Regions from separate parts of the Bicyclus anynana genome. Here region 2 is linked to region 1. Evidence: chromatin contacts called from public Hi-C data. All regions are on one chromosome and are shown on one strand. Each heading gives the region's core, a stretch centred on a gene start, on an enhancer-like site or on the middle of the called end of the contact. The rest is flanking DNA. Distances are from core to core; before and after follow the strand shown. Region 1 has its middle 9.2 kb from the start of LOC112054430. Region 2 holds the start of LOC112054426.

Region 1 (4,706 bases), core at 1,503-4,002:
TGCCAGATGTGGTACACTTCTGCCAGATGTGGTACACTTCTGCCAGATGTGGTACACTTCTGCCAGATGTGGTACACTTCTGCCAGATGTGGTACACTTCTGACAGATGTGGTACACTTCTGACAGATGTGGTACACTTCTAACAGATGTGGTACACTTCGGCCAGATGTGGTACACTTCTGGCAGATGTGGTACACTTTTATCAGATGTGGTACACTTTTGTCAGATGTGGTACACTTCTGGCAGATGTGGTACTCTTTTACTAAAAGTGGTACACTTTTACCAGATTTAGTAGACATTTACCATTTGTGGTGTAGAGTATTTTGCTTGCAACATAACCATGTTAGTTAACAAATGTGAAAGGTCAACAATTAGGCATTGTTCAGAAATATATAGTTAATTACTTCATAAATTAATAACATTTATCTGACCTTTACATAAAAAAAATATTTGGAAAATAAACATGTAAAAATTACTAAAACAAGTTTTGGAATACTCAAACGTACTACTTGTGTTCCAAAATGTGCGAAATGCAACATCAAATATGTTCACAGTACTAACTTAATTTAATGTACTTTAGCAAGATTACTGGATTACCAGATATAATTTACTTGGTAATCCAGTAATCTCAACATTTATTGTATACCAGCTAATGTACCTAACTATACAACTGCAAATAAATTGAATAGAATTTAATTTAGACACATATTTCAAAATATTGTAACAAAATGTAATTCTACAATATACCTTTTTTGACAACTACATACATACTTAGTTCAATATTACATACATATTTAAAAAAAAATGTTTAAAAAGAAATTTAGCCAAATTAGTACTGTGTAACATTTTGATAATTTTACAATAATATATTCGTTTGTAATCTGTGACCATTGCTAGAGGTTATACAAATAAAAAACGTTTATCAATTTAATTAATATGTAAAATTTACAATAAAAATACAAGCTTCTGAAAACTCAAAAGTACCTTTCTGTTACAAATGTATAATTCATCCAAAATTGATAAGTATTTGATAAGAATTTCTGGTAGACATCACTAAAACTTAACCAGAGTGTTGCTCGGTTTTTAAAAGTAAACATCAGCCTTTAAAATGACAAATCTAACCAAATAGTTTTCAATATTGAATATCGATAGGATGGATTTTTATTTTTTACATTTTCAGCTCATCGCAGGATATTTTTGAGCTTTCACGGTAAAACTTGCATAAATTTGATTTCATTTTTTTAAATCATACAACTGAATGTAATATTTTATTTTACTAACAAATCAAATAAGTAGATTGTACAATTTGATACTCTGTCTTTAGTTAATCCCCAATAATGTAAAATTAGGAGTCAACATTTTTAGTGCGCAGTTTTTTCTGTTGTAAGAAAGTTGAAGACCTCTGATTTTGCAGTATTAGGGGACTGGTTGTACAAAATAGAAAACCACTTCAGTGGTGGACGTCTATGGTGGGACGAGAAGGGCTGAGGGAGCCCAGTGGTGGAGGACGAGGGGGGAGGACAGGAGTGGGGACAGGGGAGGACAGGGGGGGGGCTGCGAGCGAACCGGCGCGCCAGACAACTGACGCGTCACCATCTTCACTTAAAAGTATACTTTACAAACTAATATTATAAAAAACTTGTAAAATTCCAAATATTCTCGTTTCATTTTGTACATCACAGAAGCTCCTACGAGTGCGGCAGAGAGCCGCCCGCAGCGCGAGATCAATATACTCTATACATATATCATCCGATGTCAACAGTTAGCGGCGCTGGGCCGCAAGTATCGTTCAATTTTAAAATCTACAACTAGCGGAGCGCCGAGCGCGCGCCCCTCGGTCAGCTCAAGATGGCGCCGCGCTCGCCGCTCGCACAAATAAAAATACATTGGTCTCGATTTAAATAAAACGATACGACTAGGGGGCCGAGCCTCGCCGTCGCCTCCAACATAACATAACGCTTCATTTACAAAACAAAATGAACGCTCGCCTCGCCGTCGCGGTCGGCGCGGGCCGCGCGCGCGTCCTCGGCGGCAGCTCGGGACGCTGGCGGCGCGGACGCGCGCGGGAGCCCTAATAAAAATCACAGGAGCGCCGTCGGCCGTCGACGCGCGAGGCGGAGGCGGCAGACGAGACGCCGGGCGCGCGCCCCGACCGCCGCGCCGCACGAGCCCGCCCCGATATTTTTTTTGTGTTTTTCTCGTATTTTGAGGGGAAAGGCCCGAGCGGCGCGGCGCTCGCGGTGCGCCAGACACTTAACTACTAAAATTTTCACAAAATAATACCTAACGCCGGAATTTAGTCCACGCCGCAGCCGAGCGTCCGCGCCCGCCGCTCTTGCGCATCGCGTTACGAAATAAAAAACTTAGCACGAGAGAGGCGGCGCCGAGCCGACGGCCTACGCCGACACGTTGAGCAGCAGCTTCAGCGGCAGCGCGCGGTCGGGCTCCGGGCGGCAGCGGCCCTCGCGCCACCAGTGCGTGGGCGGCGGCGGCAGCGCGGCCGCGGCGGGCGCTGCGCCCCACTTGCTGCCGGCGAAGCGCTGCGCGCGCCCCTGCGGCGGCGCGGGCCCGCGGGTCGCGCGCCTTCGCCCTCGGAGCTGCGCTTGCCACTGGTTCATCGCAACAGATAATATTCTACTTCAGTTACTTCACTCGACTCACGTCTCGGTTGCGCGTCGCGTGACTCGGTAGCTTGCACAAGATGGTCGCCGTTCCTCGAACTGCACTGTCCGGCCTCGAACCGCTGTCGATCTACGGATGACACGTCGAAACACTTCAACTTCACTTTCACGTTACGACGTCGCTCGCACTGCTAGCTCCGGTGATAATCGATTATTTGAACTAAACATGGACGCCACCTTTCCATTATTCGCACCTTCGCCTCTCGATCTTGACTACGTGACGTCGGTGGCGCTTGTGGTATATATACCGTAATGGCGGCTGCGCGAGTTGAATGCGCAGTGGGGATTTAAAGCAAGCTATTCGCGTGCCGACACAAATTATATTTAAATAAATATTTTCAGCAGAAGGCTTCATAGGTGGATTTAAAATACAAGAAAACCAATGTTGAACAACGTTTATTTGTCAGGACAACTTAATTAACAAATCAAACTGTAACAAAAATAAGACTCTAGAATGGCAGAATATGACCTTGAGTGGAATCACGCACTTGTGAACGTTGTGTGTGGGTTAAAGTTCCTTTGACAGTTACAAACACTCCCCTTTTTCACTCAAGCCACTCTCCCCGCCTATCCATAGTAACCTAATAAGAATTAAACGACAAGAAATGTTGACGGCTCGAACGCCACGTGCATATACTGAAGCCGACCGTACGACGAGCGCGTTAAATAGCAAGTCGTTCCAACCAACTGAACGCTACCCCTCTCTAACTCCCTACTCTTTACAGAAACAAGTCACGCCACCTAGCGTCAGCACGAGCCAACACGAGATAAAGCGACATTATATCCATCTCAGACTACTATTTTCTACAATGTATTCTTTTTATACCAAGTTCTTAAAGAAGATTATGCTTTTCATGGTATAGATATCAATTTCCAATACAAAGCCATTTGACGAATTTCAACGTATGGGTGTCATTAGAAACGTCTGAGATAATATGAGAATGAAATCTGGGAGTTCTATTATTGTTAGATTATTGTTTAGGTTCCCATTCAATAATAGTGCTTTGCTCTTTAAATCTGCTACTGATACTTCGGAAGAGTGTTTGTTAACGCGTTTAGAAAAGTGTAATCGGGCGAGCCGGACGGATATTGAGAGTGAGAACTAAAGACGTTTTACATCAGTCGTGTGGTCTAAAGCACAGTAATTTTTAATTATTTAGATTTTCATACACAATTGAACGCGATTTTTTATAAAATAACTAAGTCGCAAGAGTTTAAGGTTTACATTTGCAAAACATCGTATTATAAAGTTTATGTTTGCAAACTACGTAGGTACTTCGTTGTTATCGATTTCTTTGAATTATTTTTAAGGTACAACTAGTTTCTTAAAGATGAACCTTACTACTAGTTTCTTAAAGATTACAATTGCTTTTAGCAAGAAGATTATTCAACAAGCAAGAATCATTATGAATCCATATTCGGCTCAATACTGAGCTCGAGTCTCCTCTCAGAATGAGAGGGGTTAGGCGAATAGTCCACCACGCTGGCCCAATTGGCTATCATTTTAGACTTTGAAGCAGACTTATGTTTTAGAAGTATGTATTTGAATCTCCTATTAAAGAGTGGTTTAAAGCTATCGTCTGATGACTTTCACCCACAATCCAAATTCTAATCCGCAAACCCTAGCAATACTTTAATGTATACCGATGTTAATAATTATAGGAATATGATGTAGTAATTAATGAATCACTCCAAATCTCTCCAAAATATTATTTTTAAAGAAACGCTAAAAAGTTTTATCGTAACGAAGTTAATGTTATCCTGCCATTTTGCAAACCATTTGTAATAATCATGTAAGAAGTTGTATTGTTTTTTAAAATCTTAGCTAACTTTTTCATTTGTCTGCGGATATGCTCGCGTATAGGTACGAGTACAATAAAATTTGTCTTTTGTGACGGTGTTATAACTACGAGAAAGTGCTTTCAAAAAGAACTTTTATTGTACCAATATAATTATCCGTGATTAGCAAATAATCTGCCATATTGCTAATGACCTACTAAGCTTTATTAGTATAGATGTTGTAAT
Region 2 (4,706 bases), core at 1,249-3,748, 36 kb before region 1:
CTGACTATAAAAAAAACAAGCTCAGTCCAGAAGTGTAGAAAGCAGTTAGAAAACAGTCTGGACTATTTTTTTAAACATCCATTTTAGAATCCTCACAAAAAGCTCTTGAATTTGATACCCATATTGCAGTATTAGAAAAAAAAAAATTCACGTTGAGTCTATAGCGTCTCACAGTCATCTTGTTATTTTTTTTTAGTTTCATCTATCTAAGAACACTTGGGTTATTGGGACAAATTTAACGATATCCTAATTACGTAAATCCGTTCAGTGGTTTGGAAGATATGAGGTAATAAAGAATATTACATACATACATACATACAAGATACGCGCGAAAAACATAACCCTTCTTGCAGTCAGGTAAAAAGTGAAAATTAGTCATAATGTTTATTGATAGGCATAAAAAGTGACTACAGAATTAGTAATTGACAGATGGAATACCTTTTTGGCCTTTTAACAGCCCGGGCTCCCAGGAGCAATTGGTCTGATCCGGGATGTTTATGCCCCACCGGGGTGGTGGGTTGCAATGCTTCACTGAAAAAATATAACATTTTATGACATTCATCACAGTTTAATAACTGGAAAAAGTAATGTAATAAACTGGGCTCTTGCCACCATAAATATTCTTGCGCTAGTCAAGCCAACTGACTGACTGACTTGGCCATAACAAAAAAAGCTGAGACCAGTAAGTGGTCCCTCGAGAAAAAGAAAAATAATATCACTCACAGCACTGCACCTCCCTCTGGTTCCGCAGGAACTGAAGTTTGGAGCTGTTTCTCTCTCTCTGCGAGAACAGCTCTCTCTTCTCTCAGCTGGAGATCTCGTACAGCTCTGTTACTAAAAAATATTAAATATTGTTATCTTTACTAATACATATCATAAAGAGATAAAGGGGGTTTGGTTTACTGTGCCGTGGGAGACTAACATTCCGAAGGATCACAGTTTAAAAGTGAATAAATATTATGAACTAACTAAACATGGCTATGTAGTTAGTCTGTACGCCGTAGAAGTGGGTGCGAGAGGATTACCAGCAAAATCTCTCTGTAACTTGCTTAAATACCTTGCCCTCTCTAGAAGTGCAGCAAGTTTTATATTAGAACGAGTATCCAAAGCAGCTTTGGATACTTATTTTCATTTTACAGATTTTGCTGCTAATATATTAATTTTCAGAATAAAATTAATATTGTATAATGTAATGATTGTATCTTCATCATTTTCAACCCATATTCGGCTCACTGCCGAGCTCGAGTCTCCTCTCAGAAAGAAAGGGGTTAGGTCAATAGTCCACCACACTGGCCCAACGTGGATTGACAGACTTCACACACACAGAGATTTAAGAAAATTCTCTGGTATGCAGGTTTCCTCATGATGTTTGTGATGTTGATGTGATATTTCATTTCTTAAAATGCTCACAACTGAAAAGTTGGAGGTGCATGCCCCGGACTGGATTCTTTTACTTGTCAGATACATAAAGATGGGTTGGTATGATACTAATACTCAACAGTGTGTATTGTTAACTATATCTTTTTACACATGATTATAGCAAAAAAAACACCGCAATAAATCTTACCAAATACGAGTTAATAGCTGATGCCGCGTGGTTCCCGTTGATCTTCATTTGACTTTTGTCCAAGGAACATATTATATTTACTGCTTTTGTCACAGACCACATGCACACAACCAAACAAACGTCAAAATATTGATCAAGTGCTCATATTTTTTTTTTTACAGAATCTACCCATAGAGTACATTGAATTACTCAGACCAATTATTCTATAGGACCTGCCTCGCTAGACGTTACTTTTCTGTCAAAGTATATGATCAACGATCTAATGCGATTATAAAAACTGTCTCTATAGAATCGATGTTAAATAGTTGTAATCGTGTTCGTCGGTTAAAGAGCTCCGTAAAAATACCTTTTTGTGTAATTATATTATATGAATATTATAATATCAACTGTCTTGGTACCCATTACACAAGCTTCTCTGTATGCTTACTTTGGGGCTAGATAGTGATGTGTATTGTTTAAGTATATTTATTTATTATTATTATTTTTTTGTGTAATTGAATTATGTAAAAACGAGCAAAAACTTCAAGTTTAGTATAAGATATATACCAAATCTAAGCTCGTTTTCCTCAGAAAATGACAGACAATTTGGTTAGTGACTATGACTATGAGTGCACAACAGGTCCTTCTATAATTAGTCTGAGATTGAATTACCACCGCTCTCTATGCCCTTGAGTTCTAGCTACTGTCACAGAAATTAATACTTTTTTCCTGGATTTTAGGTACACCACAAGTACTTTTTGCCATCTATGCATACGCAAGAAAACTATTTAAGCTTAACTTTTTCAGGAATATGGTGAGGAATTTAATTTAATTTTCAATTAAACTTTTTGGTACAACTTTCAAAATATTTTTTTTTGGACTCTAATAAATTAGAACCCATCGCGGCCACCGCACGAGATAAAAGAATAATTACCTCTATGTTTGTCTATGGCTGACCGCCATATTGTGTTGCGTTGTGCGGTGTGACACTCAGAGCAGGTATAGTAACCTCGCGTTATTAATACTAATACAGAACAGTTATTTATACTTTCATACAATAATGTCGAGTGCTGTATGGGATTGGTATAAGAGAGACTCAATCGAATTGACCACAAACGGTAGAAGAGTGCAATGCCTGATATGCGATGAAAAGGTAGATTTCGAAACCAATGCTGACTTGAAAGTACATTTGGTGAAACACCATCCGGAATGTTTGAGAGATACTTCAAATAAAACTGGGGAACGTCGAAACAGAGTAAATAAATCGGTTATGTGGAACCACTTCTATGACACGGGCTGTGATTATTTGGCCGAATGCAATTATTGCAAACGCATGTTTTCTTACAAATCCACGACTACCAATTTGAAGAGACACTTGGATAGAGCACATCCCTTGTTCTCTCAGCTGGTTACGAATACTACAAATAAAAGCGCGGTAAAAAACGAAGGCGATTCGGATGATACCGGAACTGAAGACGAAAATAACGTTAAAGGTAAGTTAAATTACCTGTTATTTATATTTGTTTTACTTTCTGACAGTTATCGTAATATAAACATGAATATATATTAATACACGATCATCTTTATATATATACTAGCGGACCCGGTCAAGCTTCGTTTTGACATAAGTGCACTTATTCTCTATCCCTACCCTACCCCTAACCTACCCCTACCCTACCCCATACCCCTACCCCTACCCCTACCCTACCCCTACCGCTTGACTCTTAAACGTTTGTATAGGAAATAAAAAAGGGTTGATTTTATGGTTTTCCCAGCTATTGTTCTAATTTTTCTCACCTTTTAAACCTTCCCTATACCTCCACGAACATTTCAAGACCAAGATGAGATAAATCCGTTCAGCCGTTCTCGAGTTTTAGCGAGACTAACGAACAGCAATTCATTTTTATATCTTTATATATATATAAAAATTTCGTGTCACGTGTTTGTCCGCGATGGACTCCCAACTACTAAACCGATTTTAAATTTGATTTGCATTTCGTGTGCATTTTAATCCAACTTGAAAGATAGGATAGCTTACATCTCAATTTATAGTCACTATATACCTATATAAAAGAAAGTCGTGTTAGTTACTCCACTTATAACTCAAGAACGGCTGAACCGATTAAGCTGAAAATTGGCAGGGAGGTAGTTTAGAGCCAGGAGAAGGACATACGATACTTTTTTTTTGTAGGGGTAGGGTAGAGGTAGTTGAAAGTTTACATCGAGTTTCACGTGGACGAAGTCGCTCGCGTCCGCTAGTAAATGTATAAATACATAAAAAAAAAACTACCTAGTTGACCCGGCAAACATCCTGCCATACACATAACACGTTAATCACTTATTTTTAAAAGTACAACCTCTCATGATTTTAAACTTATTTCGTGGTTGTTCATTATGAATGTTATTTAAACGGGTCTGCGATAGCTGATCACATTCTACAACCGGGAACTAAACATTGGATTGAGATCCATAATCCACACATTATTTCCACGGACCGCCACTATATACCCCGAGTAGTTCGAGAAGCCATTGAAATTCGAAAATACAAAAATTTCAATCGGGAAGATGGTTTCAAACTAGCCAGCGAGTGGAACCCGGTGGTAGAATTGTGCAAACCAAGAGGGCGCCGCGACACGCATAATAACAAAAGCGATGTCGTGAGTGTGGTTTGCCTAAACAGCCAAAAACGCGAGGTCGTTGAAAAAAGAAAAAGAACAAGAAAGAGGGTAGATCGATTTTGCCCCTAACAGCTGACTTCACTTCTCATCTCGCAACTTCAGTCCCGTCGTGACCACGATCCATGCAACTGGGTCGAAATATCGACAATAAAAATCTCGTCGTTTTATCGTGGTATGTACCCGTTTAAATAACATTTACAACCTCTCAAGTAAAAAGTGACGTTTATTAAAGCTTATTTTCTAGAAAGCTGTAAAGTAGCAGACGTATGTACATGAAAAAAGTAAAAAAAATCGCCAAATAAAATGTAGAAAATTATTTTTTCGGTTAGGTTTACGTGTAAAGTGGTGTTGAACTTTTTTTACTCGTTTCATATTGGATGTCGTTGGATAGGTTTTTGAAATTATGAGGGGTTTTAAAAAAGAATAGAAAAAAACATTTATTTGTTAACACAACACATAACTACATAATAACTTAAAACCAG

Evidence for each region. A called contact is a pair of places that touch in the nucleus more often than the background predicts.
Region 2: a Hi-C map of whole body shows a contact between it and region 1, with 5 times the contacts expected there. The contact joins the promoter of LOC112054426 here to the enhancer-like site in region 1. A contact is called at or near these places in 2 of 2 Hi-C or Micro-C datasets (whole body and whole larva).

The regions. Positions count from the first base shown.
Region 1 is chr26:8,898,562-8,903,267 of ilBicAnyn1.1, reverse strand. No RefSeq gene overlaps it. Among protein-coding and RNA genes, the nearest start is that of LOC112054430, 9.2 kb to the right of the region's middle. Within about 2 kb of position 2,752, at least 8 of the 8 cell types and tissues checked have open chromatin away from gene starts, as enhancers often do.
Region 2 is chr26:8,933,974-8,938,679 of ilBicAnyn1.1, reverse strand. It overlaps LOC112054426, which reads left to right and starts at 2,498. Exons shown (of 3, transcript XM_024094211.2): 1 at 2,498-3,039. The coding sequence starts at 2,607. LOC112054433 (a long non-coding RNA gene) reads right to left here and starts at 2,023. Exons shown (of 5, transcript XR_008252196.1): 1 at 1,568-2,023; 2 at 724-834; 3 at 439-531.